Regions from separate parts of the Mus musculus genome. Here regions 1, 2 and 4 are each linked to region 3. A link is a contact called in public Hi-C and HiCAR-type data. All regions are on one chromosome and are shown on one strand. The core of a region is the stretch at or near the end of the contact, and the rest is flanking DNA. Distances in the headings are between cores, read along the strand shown. Region 1 holds the start of Plpp5 (phospholipid phosphatase 5). Region 2 holds the start of Ddhd2 (DDHD domain containing 2). Region 3 holds the start of Plpbp (pyridoxal phosphate binding protein). Region 4 holds the start of Ash2l (ASH2 like histone lysine methyltransferase complex subunit).

Region 1 (2,700 bases), core at 99-2,598, 1.3 Mb before region 3:
TTCAGTAGGCTCTGAAAGTCATTGACTTGTAAGTTCAAGGGAAAATAGAAGTTGCCAAAGTCAGTATTCGGTCCTTGGTTTTCTTGTGACTTCACTGCGTCCGTTAAGGGACGAGAAGCCTTCCTTACCTGCTGACTGAGCCTTGCTCTGTGCAGATGGCTTTCAAGTATCTGCCATTTTGCCTCAACAGGGAATTCTTGTCAGTTAAAGGGAATGAGGGAATTACACTTTTGTTATCAATTAACATCTCATTTTTTGTACCCTATGGTAAGTAACTGTATTGCCGCTAATAACCAAGTTGCTAACTGATTACAGCTGGCTAAAAAGTTCTTTTTATATACAAAGATTTGTGTATTTTCAACTGCTATGGCAAATTCATTTGTGTCCATTTAAATATTACACAATAAACACATATCTGCAGATCCCACCCTCACCTTGTGTTCTTTGAATAAAGTTCTTGATAGATTGTTTACATCTGTATTTACCTGTAATGAACGCTGTAGACCTGTGAAATATCAAAGTGTCAACATCCATTAGTCAGTCTCTTTAGTTTCTGTGACTTGGCGCTCCTAACACTAAGGGGTTAGTGTTAATGTTCCCCAGGGGTATTCTACTAGGGCATTACTGTTTAATGACTTCAAAATATAGTTTAAGGATTTTGTTTATTGACCAATGTCTTATTGCAAAGTATGAGCCTACCATCTTAGTTAACCTGTACATATCTGTTAACTAGTGTAGTGTATGTGAGATTGCCTGTAACATTTGAGCTTCTTACTGATGTGTGCTGGTGGGACAGGTTTTGTACATTGTATTTACTGGAATCCTGCCTTTTTAACTTACAGATACTTTAGAATTCAAATATGTTTTCTGCTTCTGTAAGAATGTGGGAAAGCTTTTAATGGCATTCCATTGATTTCAGGTCTTGCTTGAGGTTGACTTTAATAAATTGTCCTGTATGGTCTACTTAAGAATATGGGCTGGTTCTTTACCTGTAATTTCATGGTACAGTTTACTGGGAAATGAGACACAAAAATACAACCACTCACCCTCAGCCCAGTTTTTTCCCTTCGAAATGCTCCAAAGACATAGTTTCTTTAAAGTGGGCTTTCTGGTTTGCTTTTGTAGAGGAAGCATCTCTGGAGAATGACGTTCCTTTTCTTGTCCTATAAGCTGATCTGGGTGGTTGGTGAAGGACACATTGCTTTGAGACCCAAAGGTGATCTGTTAGGTGGTACTCATAACACAGCAAATGAGCTCTGAATTTCCTGTAGCCCGGAGGCCCCGCTGGTAGTCAGTCCCCGCGGAGTTCGCTAGGTGGCGCTGGACACCGGGCGGGCGGAACCACGGCGCGCCGGGGCCACGTCAGCGTCTGATCCGCACGTATGGCGGGATGGGGACGGCGGCCCTGGGAGCCGAGCTGGGCGTGCGGGTCCTGCTCTTTGTGGCTTTCCTGTAAGGATCTGTCAACGCTCCCAGGCGTCCCTGGGCGCTCGCACTTCCTAAGCGGCTCGGGGCGGCAGGTTCTTCCGCCGAGGTAGCCTGTCAATCTTCCCCGTTTCCTCCCCAGGGTGACCGAGCTGCTCCCTCCCTTCCAGCGGCGGATCCAGCCCGAGGAGCTGTGGCTCTACAGGAACCCGTACGTGGAGGCGGAATACTTCCCCACCGGCCGCATGTTTGTGCGTGAGCTGCCCTCCCGCCCTCCTCCGCTGGCAGGGACTCCTCCCCTGCCTTGAGTTCCAGGGCTAGGGCGAGGCGTCTGGTGGGCAATCTGAGCCCCGATCTTGGTTAGTGCGCGGCAGCTGGTGCTTTAGGCCAGGAGGGACTTGGTTTTACCGACCCTGTGTTTTACCTTCAGGTCATTGCCTTTCTCACTCCACTGTCCCTGATCTTCCTCGCCAAGTTTCTAAGGAAAGCTGACGCTACCGACAGCAAGCAAGCCTGCCTCGGTAAGTCGCCCTTGTTCCAGTTGTTCCTGTCTTAGTGTTGGCAAGTAGCTATGGGGTTCAGCTACTCTGTACCCCTAAAGTATGTCTTTTTACCCCATGAGACCAAAAAGCAGTACTGATGAGAATGTGCTTAATAACACAGGCGCCACACAGGTGTTCCTTTTTGTTTGTTTGTTTTTTCGAGACAGGGTTTCTCTGTGTAGCCCTGTCTGTCCTGGAACTCACTTTGTAGACCAGGCTGGCCTTGAACTCAGAAATCCACCTGCCTCTGCCTCCCAAGTGCTGGGATTAAAGGCGTGTGCCACCACGCCCGGCCAGGTGTTCCTTATTAACACAGACACCACACAGGTGTTCCCTATTAACACAGGTGCCACATAGGTGTTCCTCAGTGCTCCACTTCTCTGCCCCTAGGCCGTTTGGGTTTTTATTCTGGTTGGGTTCTATCTCAAAGCAATGAAGGCTCTACTCATGAGGTGGTGGCTTACTCTTCTCCAAGCAGATGGCACTAACGGCTTCTTTGCTTTCCAGCTGCCAGCCTTGCCCTAGCTCTGAATGGTGTCTTTACCAACATAATCAAACTGATAGTGGGCAGGTAAGTGAGAAGCCTTGGCACTCAAACCTCCCTGAGCGCCCCCCACACACACACCACCACATTCTCAAGCAGTGTTTACCCGGATTCTCAGACTAGTCTCTCCTTTCTCACCAGAACTCCCTCTCCCTGCCCTCTGCCTGTTCCAAGTGTACCACCTGGTCT
Region 2 (2,700 bases), core at 16-2,515, 1.3 Mb before region 3:
ATCTAGTACCTTACAATAAAACCAATGTGGAGAAACGGGTTCATAGGAACTACTGGCGTCCATGTCTATGAGTTCGAAGGAACTACAAGAGTTCGGGGATGGGGACGGATCTGACTGAGACAGCTGCTCCTGGTGTGATTCCCCCGATGACATTTCGCTCTAGAAGACAAAATAAAAAAAACTATCAGGAGAATTATTTTGCATCTATTAACACTGTAATGTTCATATGCTCAATAACCATTTTTGGAAGCTGTTCTTGAAAACAGCAATATTTAAAAGCTACATAATTTTTATACACACACAATTATTTGGGGAGAGAAACAAAATGTTCAGCTCCATCATTCTATACTGAGCTTCCAATTCTCCTTAGAAAACTAAAAAATGTCTAATCATACAACAAGCTCTTTAGAAAACCCAGAAATGTCAAGAAACACACGGTCAAAACTGATTGCAACAGGGTGTTTTACCACAATTTTCACAATAAAAGTAGCAGCACCAGCGAAGGCTGGAAATTTCCTACCTCCAGGTGTGCACACTACAAACCATTTAGTGTGTCAGACAGTAATAACAGGTAGGTTTAAGGCCCCAGGCTCTATTGTACATTTCTAATTACACACACATTTACATAACTATTGGAATCTTACTATACAGAAAACAGAACTAATCGCTTAAGAACCATTTTGGCTGATCCTCCCAGTGTGCTTCAATACGGGCTCTGGTACATTTAACGCCCAAACAGAAACTTTGCCTGCAGGCTATAGCTGCGCATCGACCCACCGAGACGCAGAGCCAGAGTTTCGGATGAAAAGTGACAAATGACCTCAACTGCCCCCGGGGCGATGGATGTCGGGCGAGTTCCCACCGACCCCAGCACTAAAGCACCCGGCGGACTAGCGCTGCAGACATAGAAGCAGAACCCAAAAGCCCAGGACGGGAGATGGACGAGCGGCATCGCTGCACCGGGCACGGTCGGACCGCACAGCTCAGGAACCAACACTCCCCGGGCCTCCCCGTTATCCTCCCGAGACCTCGGCCTGCTCCCGCCGCCAGCTCGGGGCTCCGAGTTCGGGATCTAGGAGAGCAGCCGAGCCGTCCACGGATGCCCCGGGATACCGTGCACACTGGAGCCTCTCCACCCCCGGCTCGCCCCGGCCCAGGCTCCCGCGCGGACCTGGACTCGCTCGTCCACACCGCCGCTCGCGCTCTCAGCCCTCGCGGAGGGAGCCCGGGCCACATCGCCGCTGCAGCCTACCTCCCAAGCCGGGCGGGGCGGACGGGCGGAGCCTGCGGCCGCGCCCCAATCCCCACACCGCGGGCTCCTCAGCGCTCCAGCGGAGGAGAGCAGTGCGCCCGCGGAGGCTGCGCTCCCGGTGAGAGCCGGAGGCGCAGAAAGATCCTCCGAAGTGTCGCGAGATGTGCGGTGAGGACTGGGGGACTCGCGCGAGACCTGGCTCCTCCTGCGGGCAGACGTCGGGCGCCGGGCACGCGCCGGGCACGCGCTAGGGGCGTGGGGGACACGCACGGGAGGCCTTGCCTGCGCTGAGGCTTTGAAGGAGGAAAATCGGACCTTCTGACCCCTCATGGGTCCCGGCAACCCCGGTGGGCAGGACTGGGGTGACTGAAGGCTCTGTCTGTCTGTCTGTCCTCCATTCCCTCCCTCTATTTGGATTGAGAGGCTGTCAAAGTTATCCCTAAAGCCTAAGAGGTGAGTCTGACAGAATACGGATGCTGTAAGAGGCAGCAAATGAGGTTTTTGTTTGTTGGCTTTTTTGTTTTTTGTTTTTGACCTAGTTGATGTAGGGTGATGGCGGTGGCTATTCACGTAAGCCCAGCGCTCTGGAGACTGGCAGGGCTAGAGATGCGGATTGTCGCTGGAGCGCCTGACTAGCAGGTGCCACGGGAAGGAAAGACAAGAGGCTTTGCTGGTTTCTAACTTGATTATAAGACAAGGCTTCGAGATTTTTTTTTTCCCCCAGAAACTGAGAAGGAACAAAACGTGGACTTTTTTTTTTTTTAAAAAAACCACATAGTCTCTGCAAGTCAACACCTACACACCAATATCTGCACGTTAATGTAACACCATTTTTTGTGTGATTTTTTTTGTTGTTGTTTTGTGATGGCCTTGCTATGAAGCCCCATATTGGTCTCCGACCTTTAAAAATTACTACATTTATATATTTGTCTGTGTGTGTGTGTTAGGGTTTCTGTTCCTGCACAAACATCATGACGAAAAAGCAAGTTGGGGAGGAAAGGGTTTATTCAGCTTACATTTCCACATTGCTGTTCATCACCAAAGGAAGTCAGGACTGGAACCCAAGCAGGTCAGGAAGCAGGAGCTGATGCAGAGGCCATGGTGGGATGTTCTTTACTGGCTTGCCTCACCTGGCTTGCTCAGCCTGCTCTCTTATAGAACCCAAGACTACCCGCCAGGGATGGTCCCACCCACAAGGGGCCTTTCCCCCTTGATCACTAATTGAGAAAATGCCTTACAGCTGGATCTCACTGAGGCATTTCCTCAAGGGAGGCTACTCTCTCTGTGACAACTCCAGCCTATGTCAAGTTGACACACAAAACCAGCCAATGCAGTGTGTGTGTGTGTGTCATGTATGTGCTGCTTCATGTGTAGAATTCAGAGAATAACTTTCAGGTATCAGCTCTCCTTTCACTGTAGGGGTCCTGGGAATCAAACTCATGCCTTGT
Region 3 (2,700 bases), core at 132-2,631:
GCACTAACCTGTGGATATAAATATTCTGAAGACAGTTTGCTGCCATGTCCATTTAGCAAAACAGTAGTAGTAGGTTCTGTGTGTGTTTATGTATATGTGCAGATAGGTAGGTAGGTAGGTAGGTAGGTAGGTAGGTAGATAGATAGATAGATAGATAGATAGATAGATAGATAGATAGATAGAGGCCCCACCCTAAATCTGTAGTATTTATAGGTCTCATTTTTACATCTGTGTACATATGTATGTATACATCCTTGTGCATGCGCACATGCTCAGACACCCTGGCATTCATGTGGAGATCTGCAGGAGTCTGCTTTCTCCTTCCACCATATGACTTTGGACAGCAAGCGCCTCTGACCCCTGACCTGTCTTATCACCTTCAATTTTTTGAAGCAGAGCATCTCTTTGACTTCACGTCCATCCCAGCCTTCACGAACCCTTTAAACTTGACCCACTTATTCCTGACTAGTACTTCCCAACTGCAGCTCCACAGCCAGCTTCTCATTAGGCTCACTCTGTAACAGCCTTCTGGGCCCTTTCAGGTTTTGGGGTTTTTTTCACTGTGGTGACAGCAGTATATGAAGAGGCATTTACCTTCAATATCATTACTCCTAAAGTCTGGGAATGGAGAGAGAGCACTTACTGCTCTTATAGAGGTTCAGAACCCAGCACCCATCTATCCACTCATCAGTTCCAGAGAGTTCTATGCCCTCCTCTGACCTCTGTGGCAGTTCACAGACTTAACGTTCAGGGGAAACACCCACACAACAAAAATATAAATAAAAATATTTAAATTAAAAGGGGGCTGGAGAGATGGATCAGTAGTCAAGTGCACCTGTTGCTCTTGCAAAGGACCAGAATTCTGTCCCCAGCACACATGATGGCTCACAACCATCAGGTCGAGATCCAAAACTCTCCTGGCCATGGCACCACAGATACGACGGTGCATGCACATACATACATGAGGACAAAACAAATCAACGCACATAAAATAAATATTTTAAAAAAGAAATAATAGCTGGGCAGTGGTGGCACACGCCTTTAGACCCAGCACTTGGGATTTCAAGGCCACCCTGATCTAGAGAATGAGTTCCAGGACAGCCAGGACACAGAGAAGCCCTGTCTCGAAAGAAATTTAAAAATGGGAAGGAGAGGGGAGGGAAGGGAAAGGAAAAGAAGAAAGGAAAAAGGAAAGGAACGGAACGGATGAATGAAAGTTACTTTAATGTCTTGGTTTATACCGGCCCGCCCAGCCCTTGAACTCCCTAGGAGGCTTTCAGTCCGGGTAACCTCCGCCTTCCCCAAGATGGCGCCCGCCTGGGTGGCCAACCTCCGCTGGGGAAGTGGCTGGATGGTGAGCGGCGATTGGACCTCTCAGGAAGGGGGCGGGACCGGAAGGTGGGCTCGGTGAGTCGCGGGTCCTCCGGGCATCCTCTTGGGAATGTTGAGAGGTGGCAGCATGACGGCGGAGCTGGGAGTCGGGTTCGCGCTGCGGGCCGTGAACGAGCGAGTCCAGCAGAGTGTGGCGCGGCGGCCGCGGGTGAGGACCGGCGGAAGGGCACTGGGGAGGGCTGGAAGGGGGACACCTACGTGGGACGAGGTGTCACGGTGACGCAGAAGGGGCTCCCGGAGGGGCGGGGGCTGCAGAGGGGATCGCTGGGTTTCCATGGCGGTCGGTCTGGCCTTGAGGATCGGGACTTGCCGGGAGGTTGGCTTGGTTGGAGAAAGGTGTTCATTTAGGGCAAGTGACTCGTATCCAGGCGTCTCGCCATTCGTCATTGCCCTCGGTACCACCACGCCATTCGTCACCACGGTACTAGAGCCCTGGGAGGGCCGTGTCCACCCGCGATCACGTGCGTTGCGGCGGCCGCGAGCCGTGGTCTAGCTGCGCGTGAACTTGACACACACAGAGCGGGCGGGAGCTGTCAGGTGCCCTGTCACAAGCGTTTGTTATTTTCGTATGGTTGTTATGTCCCCCATTGGACTTCTAGACCGGTGCCAGTATCTGCTTTTCTCCATGCAAATTAAGCTACGTTATGTGAAGTGAGACAGAAAAAAAAAAAAAATCAAACACCTTTCCTTTCTGATCTAGTGTTCATGGTCTGAGATTTCAAAATGATGCCTGAAAACCGAAGGCTGAATTAACATAGTCTTCTCTTACCTGATGTCTGGGCATGTCCAGTTAACTACTCTAGCCCTAGCTAGGGTTCCTCACAGGGGAAGGAAATTAAGAGAGCCTTGGGAGTTCCTACCACCTTCCTGGTACCGGAGTTCTCGGGATTTCCCTAATGCAGCCCGCCTCGGGAGTTAGGCCTGCTTGACCGATTTGTCTCTGGAAGCCTCCAGTTAGTTCATCATCACACTAGGAATTAGACACAGTCAGTCCCTCAGAAGGAGGCAGCAGGAGACCGTGTGGTAATTGATGTGACGTCTCCAAGTCCTTGAGAGCACTGTGGTTCTGTGACAGTCTCAGAAACGGTGGGGTAGACGTAAGGAAAGCAGGGAAACCCTTCATTTTATGTAATGGATGTGAGGAGACTTTGCGTGAATCTAATCCTGAACACTGAGTTGTGGGTGTCTCGTTGTCAACTCTGCTGACTGTTGGTTGATTCATAGACTGAACAAGGCAGTGTATGTCTTTATCTCAATTGAGCCTCTTCCAGGGTGAGTGGAAGCGTTATTAATAATTACATCAGGACC
Region 4 (2,733 bases), core at 162-2,661, 1.2 Mb before region 3:
CTTCTGGTGTGTCTGAAGACAGCTACAGTGTACACATATAATAAATCTTTGGGCTGTTGTGAGCAGAGTTGGAGCAAGCAGGGCTAGAGCGGGCAGAGGTCCTGAGTTCAATTTCCAGAAACCACATGATGGCTCACAACCATTTGTATAGCTACAGTGTACTCATATACATAAAATAAATAAATTAATTAAAAAAAAAGAAATATGATTACATAATTTCCCCTTCCACCCCAGAACTGGGGTTCCTTGAGCTGCCATGTGAATACTGGGAATCAAGCCCAAACCCCTGAAAGGGTAACTAGTGATCTAAAATGCTAAGCCATCTCTCCAGGATCATGCTGTCTAGAAGGCCATGAAATGTACTCACGACGTGTCTATTCCAAAGGTGTCAGCGGTGAACCATTTTGTACATATCCCACACTGCAACTCCACTTCTCCCAACTGCCGCCCATTCTCCTCATCCACAGAGCCCGCCTGGGTATCCATCACTTCTGAAGTGTCTCCGGTACCTTCCTGGAGCCACAGGGCAATAAGAGAATCAAATGGCCTGACTACTTTTTAAAAAAAAAAAAATAGATTAAACATTTTAAAACCAAATCTAGTTCGCCTTCCAAAGGCCTCAGAGGAAATACTTACCAAAGTATCTTTTCCATTAGAAGATTCTGTCTCCAGACCACTTACATCAACCAAGTTTGCATCCCTATAATGAAAAGACAAACATCAAAATGGCCTTTCCTAAACAGAAAAACACAATGGTCCAAATACGGAGGGTATATCTTTTTCATGTCCTGAACGGGATGCCCACGAGAGAACAATCCTGAGTATTAGGAGGGAGGTTGTCAAGCAAGACAAATGTGTTCGCGGCCCAGGGATTCCTAGTGCACTGGGCTAACGACGGGAGGCTGCCGTCCTCAGTGCTTTCAGGACCAAGCATTGCAAGAGGGATCAGCGAGGTCTTCCGGGGCGCTAGAGGGGGAAACGCTCTTGGCTCACACTGGTGCTGATGGGAGCCGAGGAGCCGAGGAGCGGCTTGGAGTCCACAAGCAAGCAGCCAGCGGGGTTGCGGAGGGTACCGGGTGGGCGGGCGGGCCGAGCCGTTGGCTGCGGGACCTGGATCCGGAGGGCGACACCGGGCGGCGCGAGCCGCGGGCTTCCACGAGGGGCGGGCCCTCGCGCGTCCCCGGGGCTGCGAGTGGATTGCCTTACCCACTTTCGGCCTCTCCGGAGCTGGGCTCCGCTCCCGGGGCGGCTGACGGCCCCTCGCCAGCCCCCGCGGCCACCGGCTCTGTCTCTCGGTCCTCCGCCGTTGTGGCACTTGCAGCGGCTCCGGGACCAGGGCCGGCGCTGACTCCCGGACCAGGACCCGCTCCAGCCGCCGCCATCGCTGCTCCTTCCCAAGCTCTCGCGAGAATATATCTATGCGGCGAGTTGCCGCCACGCACGGCGCTCTTAAAGTGGGAAAGACCTTTTGTTGGGGGGCCCGCCACTTACTTGGGAAGGACGCACTTTGAGTCCGCCGCTTTAAGGCCAGAAAAAAAAAAAAAAAGAAAGGAAGAAAGAAAAAGGCAGGGCGCAACTCGGATTGCCCAGGTTTGAAGGGAGCCACTTAGGAGGTCTGTCCTTTGCTTTCCTCTTGGGACTTGAATTATTCAAAACGCCTGCTCATAGTCGTGGCTAAGAGTGGAAATCACGGCACATATGAGGATGTGAGAGACTCCCCTTTACACTGTGCGGAGCAGGCGATCATACTAAAACCCTAAAACGTAGGAAACTTCCAAACAACAACAAAGGAGCACTCTGGCTCACACCTGCCGGGAGCGTCTGTAACTGCGTAGCTGGCCGCCAGAAGCCCCGTTTCCAGGCGGCTTTTGGAGAGACTAGAGGTCTGATTCCAGAGAGCCCGAGGTAGTTGTGGGTGGAAAAGACGTTAGGAAAAGAAACATCTGGCCAGAGGAGGCTAGAAGTGCTGTGCGCTCGAGGAACACGAATTGCTAGTTCACGGAGGGAAGTAGAGCTCCAGGCGAGAGTGCTAGCAGAGGACAGAATTCAGCAAGGTTTGGGCCTTAGCGAGAAGGGCAGAAACGAGTAAGAAAGGGATGTCTGCTGGTAGCTAAACCCCTGGACTGAGTGCAAGCATATGGGTGGGCTCTAAACCCTAGCAAAATAGAAACTGCCGCCTCACCCCCATCCTCCGCGTGTGTGTGCGCTTTACGGATGTGTGCGCATGTATGTGGCATAGTGCACTGGACAGGTGAGAGGACAATATGGTGAGAAGAGCTTTCTTTCCCTCCACTATGTGAGTTCTAGGAATCTAGCTCAGGCTTGGCAAGCAAGTGCCGCCTTTGCCCACTGGGCCATCTCACGGACCATAAATTTGCTGTTTTAAAACAAACACACTTAGGGATTAGAGATCATTGATACTTTGCAGTTGTTAGGAGAAAGTGCCGCCATGACCAAAAATATCTTAAGCAAGGGGAGGGGGGATCTTGGTTGAGGGGGGTTCAAAGAGATAAGAATCCATGATGGTGGGGAGATAAGGCAGCAAGGATCTGAAATGGTGACTATCAGACAAGGCTGAGAGCTCGAATTCTCTATCAGAATCACCAAGCAGACAGGGAGAACTTCAAGGAAGCGGCTTCACTTTTTTCGTGTAAGCTTGCCCCCAGTGACTTACCTCCACCAGCAAACGTTCACCTCCCAAGCCTCCCTAGACATCATAACAACTGTTGTGTG

The links. A called contact is a pair of places that touch in the nucleus more often than the background predicts. HiCAR-type assays count read pairs that join an accessible place to other places.
Region 1: a HiCAR-type map of astrocytes shows a contact between it and region 3, with 3 times the contacts expected there. The contact joins the promoter of Plpp5 here to the promoter of Plpbp in region 3. A contact is called at or near these places in 11 of 39 promoter capture datasets (the 3T3-L1 cell line, the HPC-7 cell line, HPC-7-derived erythroid cells and 7 more) and 2 of 115 datasets of contacts at active chromatin or transcription factors (astrocytes and stem cell-derived neural progenitor cells).
Region 2: a contact with region 3 is called in a Hi-C map of B cells, with 11 read pairs. The contact joins the promoter of Ddhd2 here to the promoter of Plpbp in region 3. A contact is called at or near these places in 4 of 39 promoter capture datasets (the 3T3-L1 cell line, hippocampal neurons, liver and 1 more), 1 of 484 Hi-C or Micro-C datasets (B cells), 5 of 115 datasets of contacts at active chromatin or transcription factors (astrocytes, embryonic forebrain, embryonic stem cells and 2 more) and 2 of 9 other capture datasets (adipose tissue and liver).
Region 4: a contact with region 3 is called in a HiCAR-type map of astrocytes, with 6 times the contacts expected there. The contact joins the promoter of Ash2l here to the promoter of Plpbp in region 3. A contact is called at or near these places in 5 of 39 promoter capture datasets (embryonic stem cells, liver, pre-B cells and 1 more), 5 of 115 datasets of contacts at active chromatin or transcription factors (astrocytes, embryonic stem cells, large pre-B cells and 2 more) and 2 of 9 other capture datasets (macrophages and pancreatic islet).

What each region holds. Positions count from the first base shown.
Region 1 is chr8:25,718,700-25,721,399 of GRCm38.p6, forward strand. Plpp5 (phospholipid phosphatase 5) reads left to right here and starts at 1,349. Exons shown (of 7, transcript NM_028000.1): 1 at 1,349-1,452; 2 at 1,568-1,676; 3 at 1,856-1,946; 4 at 2,475-2,538. The coding sequence starts at 1,391. It overlaps Nsd3 (nuclear receptor binding SET domain protein 3), which reads left to right. Exons shown (of 23, transcript NM_001081269.2): 23 at 1-968.
Region 2 is chr8:25,753,015-25,755,714 of GRCm38.p6, forward strand. It overlaps Ddhd2 (DDHD domain containing 2), which reads right to left and starts at 1,266. Exons shown (of 18, transcript NM_028102.1): 1 at 1,172-1,266; 2 at 1-159. The coding sequence starts at 153. Gm17484 (predicted gene, 17484) reads left to right here and starts at 1,466. Exons shown (of 2, transcript NR_154462.1): 1 at 1,466-1,705.
Region 3 is chr8:27,041,174-27,043,873 of GRCm38.p6, forward strand. It overlaps Plpbp (pyridoxal phosphate binding protein), which reads left to right and starts at 1,382. Exons shown (of 8, transcript NM_054057.4): 1 at 1,382-1,540. The coding sequence starts at 1,442.
Region 4 is chr8:25,839,376-25,842,108 of GRCm38.p6, forward strand. Ash2l (ASH2 like histone lysine methyltransferase complex subunit) reads right to left here and starts at 1,412. Exons shown (of 16, transcript NM_011791.3): 1 at 1,207-1,412; 2 at 637-700; 3 at 368-513. The coding sequence starts at 1,382.